2 separate regions of the Arachis hypogaea genome follow, and region 2 is linked to region 1. Evidence: chromatin contacts called from public Hi-C data. All regions are on one chromosome and are shown on one strand. Each heading gives the region's core, a stretch centred on a gene start, on an enhancer-like site or on the middle of the called end of the contact. The rest is flanking DNA. Distances are from core to core; before and after follow the strand shown. Region 1 has its middle 10 kb from the start of LOC112711601. Region 2 holds the start of LOC112802282 (nudix hydrolase 8).

Region 1 (7,942 bases), core at 3,386-5,885:
TCACGCGTTCGCATCACCTAGCGTCAGGGCAACTATGGCATATTATATATCAAATCTAAGCCCCGGACGTTAGCTTTCCAACGCAACTGGAACCGCGTCGTTTGGACCTCTGTAGCTAAAGTTATAGCCGTTTGAGTGCGAAGAGGTCAGGCTGGACAGCTTAGCAGTTTCTCCAACTTATTGTATTCCTTCCATTTTTGGATTCTTCCTTTCTATCCTCTGAGCCGTTCCTGCCCTATAATATCTGAAAACACTTAACACACATATCAAGGCATCTAATGGTAATAAGAGAGGATTAATAATAAGCAAATATAAGATCAAAGAAGCATGTTTTCAATTATAGCACAAAATCAGGAAGGAAAATGTAAAACATGCGAATTGTATGAATAAGTGAGTAAAGAGTTGATAAAAACCACTCAATTGAGCATAAGATAAACCATAAAATAGTGGTTTATCAATCGTCTCTTCATCTTCTTCAGCATCCTCCTCCAATTTTTTCTTCTTCCCCAATAAACACCTCTTCATTTTCATTCATCGCCGCCTCTACCTTCCTCTTCCTTCTTCCTCCGACCAACCTCCGGCTCTGGCTTACTATAACAGTGCCGCCCTCCTCCTTCCTTTTTCTTCTCTTTCTTCTAACCAAAGATGCTTATTTGAGACTCAACTCCTTCTTCTCAAGACTCAACCCTTTTTCATTTTTCTTTTTTTTTCTCGATCCAGTGGTTGTGATGCTACTATGGCTGTTGAGCTCATAATGGGTGATTATAGAAACGACAACAGCAGCAGCGGCTTCGCCACTTCCAAGGCTGAAGAGAATGCCGTCCAAGAAGTGGCATCTCTCTCAAACTCAACCCCAACACTTTAGCGCTTCTTCTTCTTCTTCTTCTTTTTCTTCTTCTTTTTCTTATTCTTTGTCAATCAAGACAGTTTCACACATGTCCAGTAAGGGGTTTTTAGCAAAAATAGTAGCAGCAAAACAAACAAAATCCCATTGATTCTTCACTCAAAATATTTGTATTTTCATTACCATTATCATCCAAGAAAATTGACACCTTGATAGCGTGGTTCAACTCACGTTCAATCTCTTGATCCGCTCCAAAAAAATCAGATTTTCGTTGTCAACTTGCCCCTATTTCCAATTTTCATAAGCATCTTGCCTAAAATATTTGATGTATCTTTCTTAGCTGTCTTATTTGAAGTCTCCTCAGTAAAATAAATAAGAAAAAAAGATATTATGATTTTTTGAAAATGATGATAATTTAGAAAAAGAGATGAGAGTTTCAGAGAAAGGGGATTAGGATTTTTTAAAAATTAAAATTGGGATATTGTTAAAATTATAAAAGTTAAAAGTGATAAATTTTGTAATTATGAAAATTGTTAACTAACATGTCATCCTTAAACTTTAACTCCAGGTAGTTCAATTGAAGGTTGGTCATTTTTGTTAAATTTTAAAATCTTTCGAGAATCATTTTATCAATAACAAAGATCAAGTACCATTTTGTCAACGTTAAAATCTTTTGGGTACCAATTTGGTATTTACCTCTTTATTTATTTATTTATTTTCAAATATACAGATCTGCGGATCAGATCAGTGGATACCTACCTGAAATCCGCTATCCGATCCTATTAGTATGTGGAATAAATCTGATCCAATGGCTTTGCAGATAAGATTTTATCCGCAATTTTTGGATCGAATCCAAATAAAAAGTTGCGGTTTGGATCGGATCCAAATAAAAGACCGCAGATTTGCACATAAGATTCGATCCATGTGCAATCCTAATTTGTGCTAATATGTTCAACACTTAAATATTTTGAACTCTTTTATTTAACAATTTAAAAATATTAAACTACTAGCACATTCAAATAACTTAAGCGGTCTTTCAAATTTATTTATATAATTTGTGACAACTGTTTGTAATCACTTAATTGAATATTTTCAAAGGGTATTTTATAATCAAGTATTTTAGTAGAATGAGTAATAACTAATAAGTGTCTCAACACCTACCTTTTCAAGGGAGATCCTCCAATTAACTTATGAATTTTCCTGCAATTGAGCTAAATTGCCTTGACATCAAACAATATTAGAATCTGAATACCCAATGATTTTTAATTATATTTTCTGACTTTATATATGTGGACGTGTAATGTTTTATTCTAATAAAATTTGTTTGAATACTATTTGATGATTCATTCTTTACTTGTTTAAATATCTGCCAAAAATATTAATAATATATATAATAATTATAAGAATATAAATTTAGTATCTATCAAACTACTATTGAAACATAAAAAATTTTGTGCACTTAAATTTTATAACTTTATTAAAGCGAGACTATATTTATTCTATTAAAGTTGAGTATATAACCTTATTTCCAATATTACATGCCATATTCTTTTAAGATCTTATGATGTAACTCTTTTGTGATATTCAGAAAGTACTTCGAAAATAATCTCAATATATCTTAATCCTTATACAAAAAAGCTATGCTACTGACACAAGGTTAGTTAAAATATGTTTGCTCCTATTGAACTGACATACAAACATTAATCACATTTATCTCAATACCATATAAGATAATAATTTAATGAATATAAAATATTAATCATAAAAAAATTTCTTGAGTCTATACATAAAATTTTTTAAGTTGCAGTCTATATACTTATTTTTTATCTTGTAATACAATTTTTTGCTTATCAATTTTCTTATCAACATTATCGTTGAGAAATAAATTCTTATATTCATCTACAGTAAGTCAAAATCAAAATATGTTACCAATATCATTATGATCCTAAATAAATTTTTTTCATAAAATTAAAAATGTCTTTTTCGTCAAAATAGTAATAAAACCAATAACTGCTAGTAGTGTGAGAATGACCCTAACGCAATCAGACTATGATTTTTTTTTTTATCAAAACACAACTTGATTATTGGAAGAGCAAGAGTAATTTTAAGACAAAATTAGAGTATAATTTTTCTACAAAGCACTAAACAACTAACTTGGAGTGTAAATGATTCTAACATAAATTATATATCTTTTTTCTTGTCAAAATACTCATAAATCACTTTTTGAAAGAGCAAGAGTAATCATAACATGATATTAGAATATGTTTAATTTTTTTGTCAAAGCACTACTCTCCCATTAATTGATGATGCAAGAACAATTTTAACATATAATTAGAGTCTTATTTTTTTTTAATCTAAACACTACTAGTGACTAATAACTAGTACAATAATAGTGAGACTGATAATAAATTAGAATTTAACTTTTTTGTCAAAACACCTTTTGGGTACTAATCGGCAGAACAAGAATGATCCTAACATGAAATCAGAGTATGATTTTTTGTATATCAAGCCGCAAATCAACAAATGATTGACCGTGTAAAAATGACTAACTTAAATTTGAAGTTTGGATTTTTTTTAATCAAAATATTAATCCACCAATGGCTGGCTTATCAAGAATAACTCTAACATAATATTAGAGTTACACGTTTTTTTCAAATTATTATTATTATTATTATTATTATTATTATTATTATTATTATTATTATTATTATTATTATTATTATTATTAATAATAATAAGATAACTACTTTCAATATCAGAAATATAGATATGAGAAATACTAAAAAAATAATAGAATTTATTATTTTTGGCCAGTAATTAACCAACAATGTTTAAAAGTATGAGCTAAAAATATATCATAATTTTTTTTATTTTTTTAAACATTTGTGATCATGTATACCACTCAGAACAGAAATAGAAAAGCATAGCAGAAATTGAACTGATGACTAAAAATATTAGCCAAAAATAATAAATTCTGCTAAGTCTTGAGTTTTTTTGTGTTTTTTCTATAGATATATTATGACATGATATAATATTTGGAAAATAAAAATAGCATATTATTTATTATTTAAACTAATTAAAGGCTACGCTTATATTTGATGAAAAATGGTAAAAACAAATGTTTTCGCTTCAAAGTAAGGTAATACATGTAATGTAGCAAGGCAAACAAAAATATAAATGATTTTCTTACATGAATTGATCTTGATTATATATTATGGGATTAGTAAAATAGTAATATATGTTCTAAAAATATATTTTAAAATTGTTAGTTTAAAAACTTATTCAAAAATTATAAAATATAAGTTTAGAAAAAATTATTATACATTCATTTAAAAAATTTAAAATTTTTATTAATAATAATTTTCATATATATATATATATATATATATATATATATATATATAGATATTTATAAAACATATATTAGTTAAATTCATAAATATTATTGCAGCCTTGGTTTAAATTCGTGTTTGTAACTGTGAGTATTTTTTGAGACAAACAAATTGATGCTTGTATTTTTATTTATATTCTTTTCATAGTTTTGGGTGCCGGGTTACTAAACCTTCAATAAGCTTGTTATTATGGTAAAAACTTAAAATACAGTCCTACAATCTATATCTTTCATTTTGATCCCAATCTAATCAAGAGTTCATATTGAAGTTAATCAATTGGACAAAATATTCTCCAACTTTTTATGTCCACAAATTTTTTTTTTTAAAGACGGCTTGGGCTGTCCACTGTCCTAGATATTACATCAAAAGCTCAACAGATTCGCCCACATGCACACACAACTATATAGGTTTTTATGTTCTACTTGCATACATTAAACTCATGTTTTTTTTTTTTTGGACATTAAACTCATGTTTCAAACCCGAATGCAACTGCATCGAAGCCAATAAATCTATCATTTGTACCAAACCTCGTGTGAAGGTCTACAATACAACTGGCTAAATATGTATAAGTTTTTAAACCTACCATTTTTGTGGCCCAAAAGTTGGATACTATAATCCAACATGTCATCATATTAAAAATAATTTTCAACTAACTTATATTAGTCGAGTGGTCAGTTTCCGTTTTAATAAGTATTAGAGTTCAAATCTCACCTTGTATATATAACAACTCATTGGCAAGCAGCAGATCTTATATAGAACTTAGATTCGCGACATATTAGTAATTGAACTGTCAAGTTGAAAGGTACTATAAACAATCAAAAAAAATTTTCATAAAAATTTTCATCATTCCATTATAGCTAAACATTCTGTTAATCAACTAATTAAAACAACTCCACACCACTTAGGGTAAAAACAGTAATTCTATTTACGAATATCCAACCTAACCCGATCCCAACGCAGTCAGGTTGAACACGAGCAAGTTTACTTGCGTGTCGGATAAGGTGTGGGTTGAGACTCAACCCTATCCGACCAATCCGCACCTATATATATATATGGTGAATTCTAGTATGACTATATTATGGTGGGTATGCAAGTGTTGTTAAAATTAAAGTCATATTTTTTTTTAAATTTTGGTAACACTTTTTTTTAAGTAACACTTTTTAAAATATTGTTTAACAACAAAAAAAATGTTACTTTAATTTTAGCCACACTTTTTAAAACACTATAGTCATGGTAGTCACCATAACATAATCATACTAGAATGACCATATATATATATATAGCTCTGATACTAGAATGTCTTTCATCTGCTCCCTCTCACGATGTCTCACTATTACGGATTCTAGCTCCTAAAACTCCAATACGAAATCCAACCCTCTTATTGAGAAAATGACTTAATTTGAGAAACTCTCTCCAAAATATAATATCTTCAAAGAAGAAGTCTACTTCGAAGATATTAATCAAGTTATAGACAACTGGGAGATACTAAATATCCCCTAGGATGAGCTATATATTCCAGAAGAAACTAAACGAACCACCAAATTAGATTACATAATTAAGATTGCCGAAAAATAATATTCCTTTAGAACTAGAATCACGTGAGAAATTCCATCTCCTAAACAAAAAATTCACACAAAAACATACTCGAAGGTATAAATACCTTCACATAGGAGGTGTCCAAGTGATAATCGAATTATTCATCATCAAAGAATGTTTAAACGCTTCTATACTCATGTGTTTAAGAGATATTAGACATAACAACTTCCATGACTCTCTTATAGGGATAGTTGAAACCATCTTAGGACATGGTCCGATATACTTAAATTATTTTCAAACAAAAGTGTGAGTTTCTTAGATAGAAATATCTTGGATTCTTTATTTCTCAATATCCGACTTCACGGTCTAGACATGAAAGAAGGGTTTGTACCTATTGCCTTAATCTATAGATTTAGTATAAAGTCATGAACACTTGTAATTCTAGAGTCCTATTAAAAACAAGTGATAGGAAAACAACTTTGTTTGTTACAGATATAACAAAAGCAAATGTCACCATACTACAACTTATCAAATGAGATGAAATTAATCTCCTTGAATCTTGAGCTATAGACAGAGACATACCCACTCTACCTTGACAAGCGTCCCAATTCCAAGAGATTAAATAAAATGAAATTGGTCAAGTTAAAATCTTTGATGGAAGAAATTCATTCTCTTCGAGGTCAGAAGCAGGTTCTACCTTCATATCTGACTTCGCCTTGGCCAGATGATTTTTTTTGTCTCTTGTCAATCTTTTTTTTAGAAACCCAAAAATTAGAACTACCAACTCTAAAATCAATTTATAGAATTGCAAACTAATTCAAACATTCTCAGACCTATTTACCAAAAAGAAGAAGATATAGACCAACAGTCTATCAAATTCCCAACCTATTCTTCTTTGAATGATGATGTCAATGTTAACTAAAGAATTTGCGATCAATGAAGAAGCCTTACGTAAAAGTATTTATTCTGAAGAATGGAAACTTCAGAAAAAATGTTACTTACGGACTTTTAAGGCACCACAAATCTTAGATTTTAGGAAAAAAGATTATAACTTTCCCCAACATGTTAAAAAGCATATTCTGTTCTTTAAATGGTTTCATGCATATAATATCAAAAATAACATTGAGTATCCTTTCAAAGCTAACATGAGCACTACACCATCTACGAATTTCATAACAACCTGGCAAGTAAAAGATGAAAAATTAGTTAAATCTGAATTTTCTCCAATAGGACAATTTATCCTTAAAAACGATGCGAAACATATCCCAATTATGGCTTTGTCTTTCAAACTAAAAACCTTGATGAACCCATTGGGTCTAAAGACAAAAAATATTATAGAGTAGGCCAACTATACAAACAAATACTTACAAACTTTGGGCTAGAAATTCAGGTCTAGAAACTTCAGCTCACACGGAACCTCCTCATCTAAACCTCTAGAAAAAAATTTATTCAAACCTTTCAGGATTAGCCAAAAGGCTAAACAAAATATTCAGACTTTCATACTAAAGCAAAATTTAGAAAAATCTAAAGTTTTACAAAAAATTAACCATCTTCTCAGCCAAATGAGTATCCCTGAAATTTTTCAAACTACGAAATCTTCCACAAGAGTCACTAGGAGAAGGCTTATAATTTTTTTTTTTTTGGCTTCCATTGTTTTGGGGTAGGATTGGGCCACTATTTATTTTGACGATACTATTTAGTTTTCTGTTTGTTATAGGTAGGTAGACTGAATTGCTCACAAAATCAACCAAGGTCTCTTTTTTTAAGCCTTTTCGCAGGCTAGTTGCTTTTGAATTTTGCCATCTTGACCAATCTTTAAGGTCACCTTTTGGACATAGGAGATTAATTGGTCATAACTTAAGGAAACATATAAAATGATTCCATTTGGAGTTAGGCTTCGAATTTGTCCCTTACTTAATCTCCTGGAGATTTTGGGAGTCTAGCTAAGAATTTTTCTTTTCGAAAAGGTTGTTAGCTATCTTTCCTTGTATAAACTCTTTTTAAGAAGGTATCTTTATATCATCTAAAGTCAAAAAATATTTTACATTTAAGATTAGATAATTATTTGGCACATTGATCCTTCCATGAAGATTGATCTCCAATGAAATGGTTTGCTATGGTGAATATTAAAGTACTAATAGCATCGGGGATAATTTTTCCATTCTCGTTA
Region 2 (7,942 bases), core at 3,651-6,150, 210 kb before region 1:
TATACCTTTCTGACGTCGATTAACTTGGGCGTCACCGTTTTTTGCAAGTATCTTTTCCATTTTACTCGTAGATAGTCGCTAACTAGAAGTTTTTGTTCTCTTTTAAAGGCTAACCCTCCACTAAACCTAGTTACTATTGAACAAATCTGATAAATTAAATTTTAATTGTTATACCAAACACTTTTTTAAAATATATTACATGAATAAAACTAATATTTTTATATTAATTTTTGTTTCAATATAATACATACATAAGCTTAAAATTTATTTTTATATATTAAATTAATTAATTTTTATATAATTATTCAACAAAATATGCGTGATAAATTTTAATTTATATTTTTTATAATTTTATATATTTTTAATTATGATTGGGTCAAAGGTTAAACTAGTAATATATTAATTGAACTAATGATTCGTCACAAAAAATTGAACTAATGATTCGGGATGTGTTTAGCAAATGCGTTCAAAAGGAAGAAGTACGTTTAGACATCTTGAAAGTTTTCAATTTTTGGTTTGGTAAATTTTTTATTCATGAAGATAGAAGTGATTTTGGATTCAAAACCACGTTTTTAAGAAGCAACAATTTTAAACTTCTGCGTTTCACCAACGAGCTTTTAACCATCAATACGCAATCTTTATTTATCTTTTACCAACTTTATCCTTTATGCATACAATTGTATTATTTATATTATTTTTGTTTATATGAACTATCCTTTTCTATTATTTATTATTTTTTTATTAATTATTTATTTGCTATTATACATTTTTATAATTGTAATTTTTTTGTATTATTTTTATTATTTTTTTATAATATAATTTATTGATCCTATTAAGAAAGTAAACTAAACAAAAAAATTAATTGTAAATAATAATAATAAAAGATTATAGCATATTAAAAAAGAGTACTAAGAGTACTAAAAATATACTATATAAAAAATATCATAAATTTTTTTTTGATTTATTTCAATTACTACCAAGGTAAATATTTAATTTTTTTATTATTCTTAGTACTATCTAAAATTTATATTTTGTTAGTTTTAATTAAAAGTATATTTTGCCAATTTTTATATATTATTTTTATTTTAGTGTATAAATATTAATTTTATTATAGAATTAGTTAATAAGATCTATTCAAATATCTAAATTAAAATGATAAAATAATATACAAAAATTATTTAAGTTGATATCTATTTTAGTAATTTTGTATCTAAAAGTGATTTTGAGTAGTGTAATCCAAACAATATTTATTTTACTATAATCCATTTTGATATAAATATCGTCAAACATAAATCACTTAACACAAACTTACTTTTCATTAAAATCAAGTTTGCAAAATCAATTTTATTCAAACTTTCGTTTGTAAACTATAATCCAAACACCCACTTAATAATCAAATATTGAACAGATTTACTACCGGTTTTTCTTAGAACTATGTTGAAACAGAAAATAACTTGAATGCTACCATAATTGGTCTAAATAAAATGTAGCTATACACATAGCATTGCTGAAGAAAAAAGTTCTGCAACTTCAGTTTAATATGTTAACCTTCAAATATACAATGATGTTTTAATTCCACGGATGATTATATTGAAGGCCCATAAATATCGTGGCTCTTCTATTTACAATATAGTAGGAGACATTGTTATTTAAGATAACTATATACATTCGAAATAACATTGCACTTATATTATTACATCGGGCATATATCAGATTCTTTATCTGATGAAAGGTGCAATAGTTAGCTCAACTTTCAGCCTGTTGCTGTTATTTGAGATTTGAGAACTTGTTGAACGGTTCTTGCTTTCTCCCTTTGAAGTTTTTTGAGATCCTTGGCTTAATTTCCTACACAGTTGATATCTTCGTCATTGTCTATAACATTATAGTACAGGGAAGAGACCCTGCCATCAAACTTTGAAACTACTTGGTGAGTCGAAAGGCCGCAGTAACGCTTGCTGAGACGGGCGACGAAGATGTCTATGATCTGTTTGAACATGGAATCTTCTTGGATTAGTGGTTGCTTCACAAAATCTACCAGGGGCATCCACTGCACACATATATCACATCAAAGTTGTTGGAAATCCTCAACTCAAATAGGAACTTAAAAGAAGCAGCCACCTCCAATTTAAGTTACTGTGGCATGCACCAATATTGTATTCCTAACAGGTCATATCTAATAAATATTTCAGAAGAAAAAAGATTAGGATTATGAGATTTCATTGATTGAACTAACTTTATGGTATATAGTTTTCTTTCACTGTCTCTAATGAGTAAATATCAAACCTTTGCAGCTTCAATTTCATGATCATCGACAACAATCTTGGACGATAGGGCTCTTAGCATGCAGATGAAGAACAGATCTGATTTATCGAAAGCCACATTATGCGCATGCCTGCGGTTGATGATTAAATCTATCAGTCACAAAGAAAATTGCAACCGTAATGGATCAAAAGCACTAAATTCAGCACCAATCTATAAACATATATCCTAATTCCTTGCAATTTACACAATTTTATAAAAAATATTTCAACTTCTTGATTGCATAACTGCAAGTATGAATGCTGTTGTTACCTGAATGCTATGACTTCTATAAACTCTGTATCAATCTGTAGTTTAAAGCACCAGTATTAAAGGTAAGCCCTCGGTTTTTGCAATTGATAAATAGTACACGACACGAGTTAATGAATATTTCGAAGTTCATGAACTTACGCCGGTTTCTTCCTTCACTTCTCTTATGGCTCCTGTGTATATCTCCTCTGCCTGGTATTTCAGATAAGTGGTAAAGAATTCAAGTTTCAGTATAACTCAATACCATCTCAATTGGTTCATTGTCTCTTTCTTCTTAAATGATTTGTGAAGATTGATGAGTGCGGCTATAAAATTATGTATACCTCGAGAATGAATCCGGTTGGGATCTTCCAAAGACCAAGGATTTCAGGAGAGCAATGTTTTTCTTGCACTACAAGCACCTTTACAAATTTTTGAATTGATATAGAAATTTCAGAACATGTAGTAACTTTTCAAATGAGCTTGATTGGTAATAGGAGCAATCATACCTCGTTGTTTTCGTTGATGACAAATCCCCCAACTCCTACTAGATGCGACGCGTTGGCCGGAAGCATGCAAGGTCCTTCAGGAATCCAGTAAGTTAACATCACATATCCCGGCTCTGCGTGGTGGTATTGAAAGCCTTCCTGAGACCAAAGTTAGTTACTCATAGAAATTCAAAGAGAGGGAAAGGTTTTAAAACTTGTTGATTTTCTGTCCATTCAATAATTAGGGACAAGCAGAGAATTTACACGATTTTTCTGTCTAGTCACTAGTAATCTTTAATTCTTCATTCATATTAACATGTGAAAAGTTAAATCACCTTGATAGAAACTGGAACAAGGTCAGATTTCTCAATAGGCAACTTAAGCCAAATCCCCTTCTTTCCCTGCAAATCCTCATAAGTCAGGTGTGGTTTGTGAAGAGCATGATGCTAAAGTGAGATTTTCCATGGTAACTACTTTTCTAATCAGATATAGCAAACTCTGACACCAAAAATCAGTGAATATTTTAGTACTTGTTGGTCCATCTACTTATTTTAAGACCATGAGATATGTTTACTTATTTTACAAGTTTAAGAAGAATCTCCACCCTAGGATTTGAACTCACACCCTATTCCAAAGTGGTGTTTGCGAGTTTTGTTGTTCCAGAAAATGGAAGAAAGGGACAGGTTTGAAGAATAAAGCAAAGTCATTTTACTCTTCAGACCTTTCCCTCTGAAACTCTAACTCGCAAATACACCCTAAAGTTCTAGGTTGCTTGTCTCCTCAACTTGCATACAGTTCTTGTAACTGAGGATCAGAAATTGAGCAGAGGATTTACCATCTTTTTCCAATGTGAAAGAGACAAATTCAGGGCACGAGCGAAAACAGACGGATTGGTTGGCAACCTATCTGGATCAATGACAACTCCACCATACTCATCATCATAGGCTTCAAGTACTTTCAAATTTCTTGTGAAAAGGCTCCAAGTTGAACCGTTTAATCCATTAGAACTGTGAAAACTTGTTTCTGCTGCAACATTATTTGCACCACCAGCTAAGCTTATGATAGCTTTATTTGCCAAGTAATGGTTCTCAGGACCACCATAAGCCCTAATAATTATCCCTGAAATCCAAGATGAGAGAACACAGTTATTAAACCCAAGAAAATAATAATAACTTCTTCGGGTTTTTTTTTTTTTTTAATTCGGTATTTGGTAACATCTTTTATAGTTAGGCAGTAAAAAAAAAAACAAAAGAAAGGGCACACACATTATTTAGCAAAAAATTAAGAACAAATCAAATAGCATTTCATCAGTAGAAGAAAAGCTCACACTACTATTCAATGAAGAAAAACAATGAAAATGCAGTAAGAAAAAAGAGTTTGGGGTTACCTCTTGGAGACTCGGAAAGTCTAACACCAAATTTGTGCCTAAAAGCATTGTAAGAATAGGAAGACGATCTTGCAAGAAGAGCAACCTCAGAAGAGGACAGGGAATTGGAAGAGAAGGATTTGAGGTCCATCAAAATCACTCACTTCACTTGTAGCCACAGTTTCAGTGTCCAATGAAATCAAGTTTGCAAATGCGTAGTACACACATATAGTAGTTGACTATTCACAGAAATCTAGGATTCAATTGCACATATCGAGGACAGATTCATAGGAATAATCTATAAGGTTTTCTACAACAATAATTGATTATGAGAAGCAACAAGCGAAAGCAGATAAATGGTGTGACATTTGGACAAGTTATGCATCTATATTGAATCCAAGTCTTGGCGCAACTCTTTTGGAACTGGTGGTCGAAATCAAACCGTTGTGTTACGCATCACATCACTAAAATAGAAGGTGCTTTGTCGTCTTTCTACTTTGGTTTGATACATGCGTGATTACATTTAAAACGATAATTGACTAAAAGTATTAGTTAATTTTTTTAAATTAATTTTTATTTGAATTTTAAATTTTAAATTCTAATTTTAAAAAAAATAAAGATAAAAAATAAGGATTATTTTACTTGAATGAAATTTAATAAAAAATTATTTAATTATGCATTTTTCTAAACGGAATTCGTTACATTTTTTTAACATGTAAATTGCGGTTTTAAACAATTATTTAAGAATTTAATTATGTAATTTTTTTTCACATATTTATTGGAGTCGGATTTGTCTCATGGTAAACCCATCGGGTATATATAATTTAAAAATATTATTTAAAAAATAAATTAATTCATATTAAAAGATTTACACGCCGATAAATTTAACAGTAATAATGAATTTTAATTTTTTATTATTATTTAAATAGGCTATATAGAACACTGTTATAACCTGATATATAATAATAAATATGTCAAGAATTAATATTCAAATTCGAATTGATAAAAATAAAATATTATTTTTAATCAAAATAGTTAACTATAATATGACATAACAAAGAGATAAATGATAATTGTTGTTAAACAAATCAAAAGAAAATCCTAATTATTATGGGTCTTGATAATCGTCGTCGTTGTCATCGTCTCCCTGATCCTGCTGTGTCGGCAATCTAGGTTATGGTCTTTTGTTGTTACTATGCCATATCATTTGAGGGGTCGAACTCATAGAGGCATACAATCTTTTTAACTTAGAGATTAAGAACAAGTAGTACATCCTTTTGACTAGAATTTTTTGTAATCTCCATTTACTAATCCTTTATCTTTCTTTCTGCCTGATATATCAGTGTATCGTGAAAAATTTGCAAGCAATAAAGTTTACATCTCTCTTGTAATACAACATGCAACCATTCATGTATCAATCAATTTTCATCAAATTTAGATTTAGTTTCGAAACTAGCTTCTTTATCTCATAATGACTTCGAGGTATGCTCGTAGTTCTGACCGGTACTAATTCATTACAAAGAGTGGCCTACTTATTAAACGACTCTTGGATGCAAGGTTAACAAACTCGCGAGTCTAAGTAAACACGTGGAACTAACCTAGATTCTACTCGTAGACTCGACTTATAAATTCGTATGAATTTACATGTTATAAAATTCTTTTAAAATATAAATATATATCATATATAATATATATTTTTTTTCTTAAATTTAGTCATTAAAATTAACAATTTCAACTATAAAACACATACTAAATTAAAATAGAAGTACAAATTATAATAAATAGTAATTCAAATCCTTCACAACTATACAATAAGTACAACATAGAAATAGGAGAAATACTAGCAATTGATAATGCTGTCTTGAACCAACATTCTCAATCATTCTATCCCTGCATAAACAAAATCAAATAATCCAATTACTAATACTAGCATTTAATACTACAATAAATTATAAATTGTAATACTTATAAAATCTAAATCTCCAAATCTTCAATAGCTTAACCCAATAAAGCTAAAAGTAATAATATTTTAAAAAAAAATACCTGTAACAAACTTTCTAATGCTTCACCAACTTGTATACTTACTAGCTAGTGGCAGCTGCTACAAATTAGAAGCTTGAATATAGCGACCGAACAACACAGTTAAAGAAAATGATGGTCAAGCAGTCAGTTGCGATAGAGAATGGAGGCAGTTGGGCAGAGCAGAGCTTGGAGGCGTGAAGCAAAGCAAATTAGAGATACAAAGAGGCAGAGATAAAGGTGCGAACACAGCAGAGGTAGGAAAAGTAGGAGAATAGCGGAGAAGTGAGAACAGCAGGAAGCAAATGCGTGAGGCAAAACACAACATAGAGCAAAAGAAAAAGAGAGGGAAAATGCCCACACCGGATATGGACCGAACTGTCTCACGACGTTCTGAACCCAGCTCATGTACCGCTTTAATGGACGAACAGCCCAATCCTTGGAACATACTACAGCCCCAGGTGGTGAAGAGCAGACATCGAGGTGCCAAACCATCCTGTCGATATGAACTAACTCTTGGGGAAGATCAGCCTATTATCCCTAGAGTAACTTTTATCCGTTGAGCGACGACCCTTCCACTCGGCACCGTCGGATCACTAAGGCCGACTTTCATCCCTGCTCTCAACGGGTGGGTCTTGCAGTCAAGCTCCCTTATGCCTTTGCACTTGAGGGCCAATCTCCGTCTGGCCCGAGGAAACCTTTGCACGCCTCCGTTACCTTTTGGGAGGCATACACCCCATAGAAACTATCTACCTGAGACTGTCCCTTGGCCCGTAGGTCCTGGCACAAGGTTAGAATTCTAGCTCTTCCATAGTGGTATCTCATTGATGGCTCGGGCCCCCCTAGAAGGAGGCCTTTTTCGCCTTCCACCTAAGCTGCGCAGGAAAAGCCCAAAGCCAATCCCAGGGAACAGTGAAGCTTCATAGGGTCTTTCTGTCCAGGTGGAGGTAGTCCGCATCTTCACAGACATGTCTATTTCACCGAGCCTCTCTCCGAGACAGTGCCCAGATCGTTACGCCTTTCGTGCGGGTCGGAACTTACCCGACAAAGAATTTCGCTACCTTAGGACCGTTATAGTTATGGCCGCCGTTCACCGGGGCTTTGGTCGCCGGCTCCCCTATCATCAGGTCACCAACTTCCTTGACCTTCCAGCACTGGGCAGGCGTGTAGAACAATGCTAGGAGAAGCAGGTGAACAAAAATAGCATGTCAGACAGTAGCACGAGGGTGAACGGCAGACGACAGAAGAACATAGAGAGCATGAGATTTGTGACTAAAGAGACTTAGAAACAGTGCAGAGAGTGAGAGGGGAAAGGGGTGAGTGTTCTGGACAAAAACCCTAATGAAAAAACGCTTTTCTCTCTTTTTTGGGGCTAAATGATGTCATTTTTAGCCAAAACTGGGCAACAATTCAAACTCGTTAACTCGCACCTCGGCTTGCGAGTTTAGGTTTAGTTTAGTTAAGACCGAGTTTATGTTCGAGTTAACTTGATTCCACTACCTACGAGTTTACAAGTTAACTC

The links. A called contact is a pair of places that touch in the nucleus more often than the background predicts.
Region 2: a contact with region 1 is called in a Hi-C map of leaf, with 3 times the contacts expected there. The contact joins the promoter of LOC112802282 here to the enhancer-like site in region 1. A contact is called at or near these places in 3 of 8 Hi-C or Micro-C datasets (all in leaf).

The regions. Positions count from the first base shown.
Region 1 is chr1:37,085,979-37,093,920 of arahy.Tifrunner.gnm2.J5K5, reverse strand. No RefSeq gene overlaps it. Among protein-coding and RNA genes, the nearest start is that of LOC112711601, 10 kb to the left of the region's middle. Within about 2 kb of position 4,635, at least 3 of the 3 cell types and tissues checked have open chromatin away from gene starts, as enhancers often do.
Region 2 is chr1:37,295,742-37,303,683 of arahy.Tifrunner.gnm2.J5K5, reverse strand. It overlaps LOC112802282 (nudix hydrolase 8), which reads right to left and starts at 4,900. Exons shown (of 9, transcript XM_025845406.3): 1 at 4,423-4,900; 2 at 3,871-4,154; 3 at 3,371-3,436; 4 at 3,057-3,194; 5 at 2,892-2,969; 6 at 2,710-2,760; 7 at 2,572-2,606; 8 at 2,284-2,392; 9 at 1,505-2,047. The coding sequence starts at 4,552. The coding sequence ends at 1,838. It also overlaps the pseudogene LOC140181856.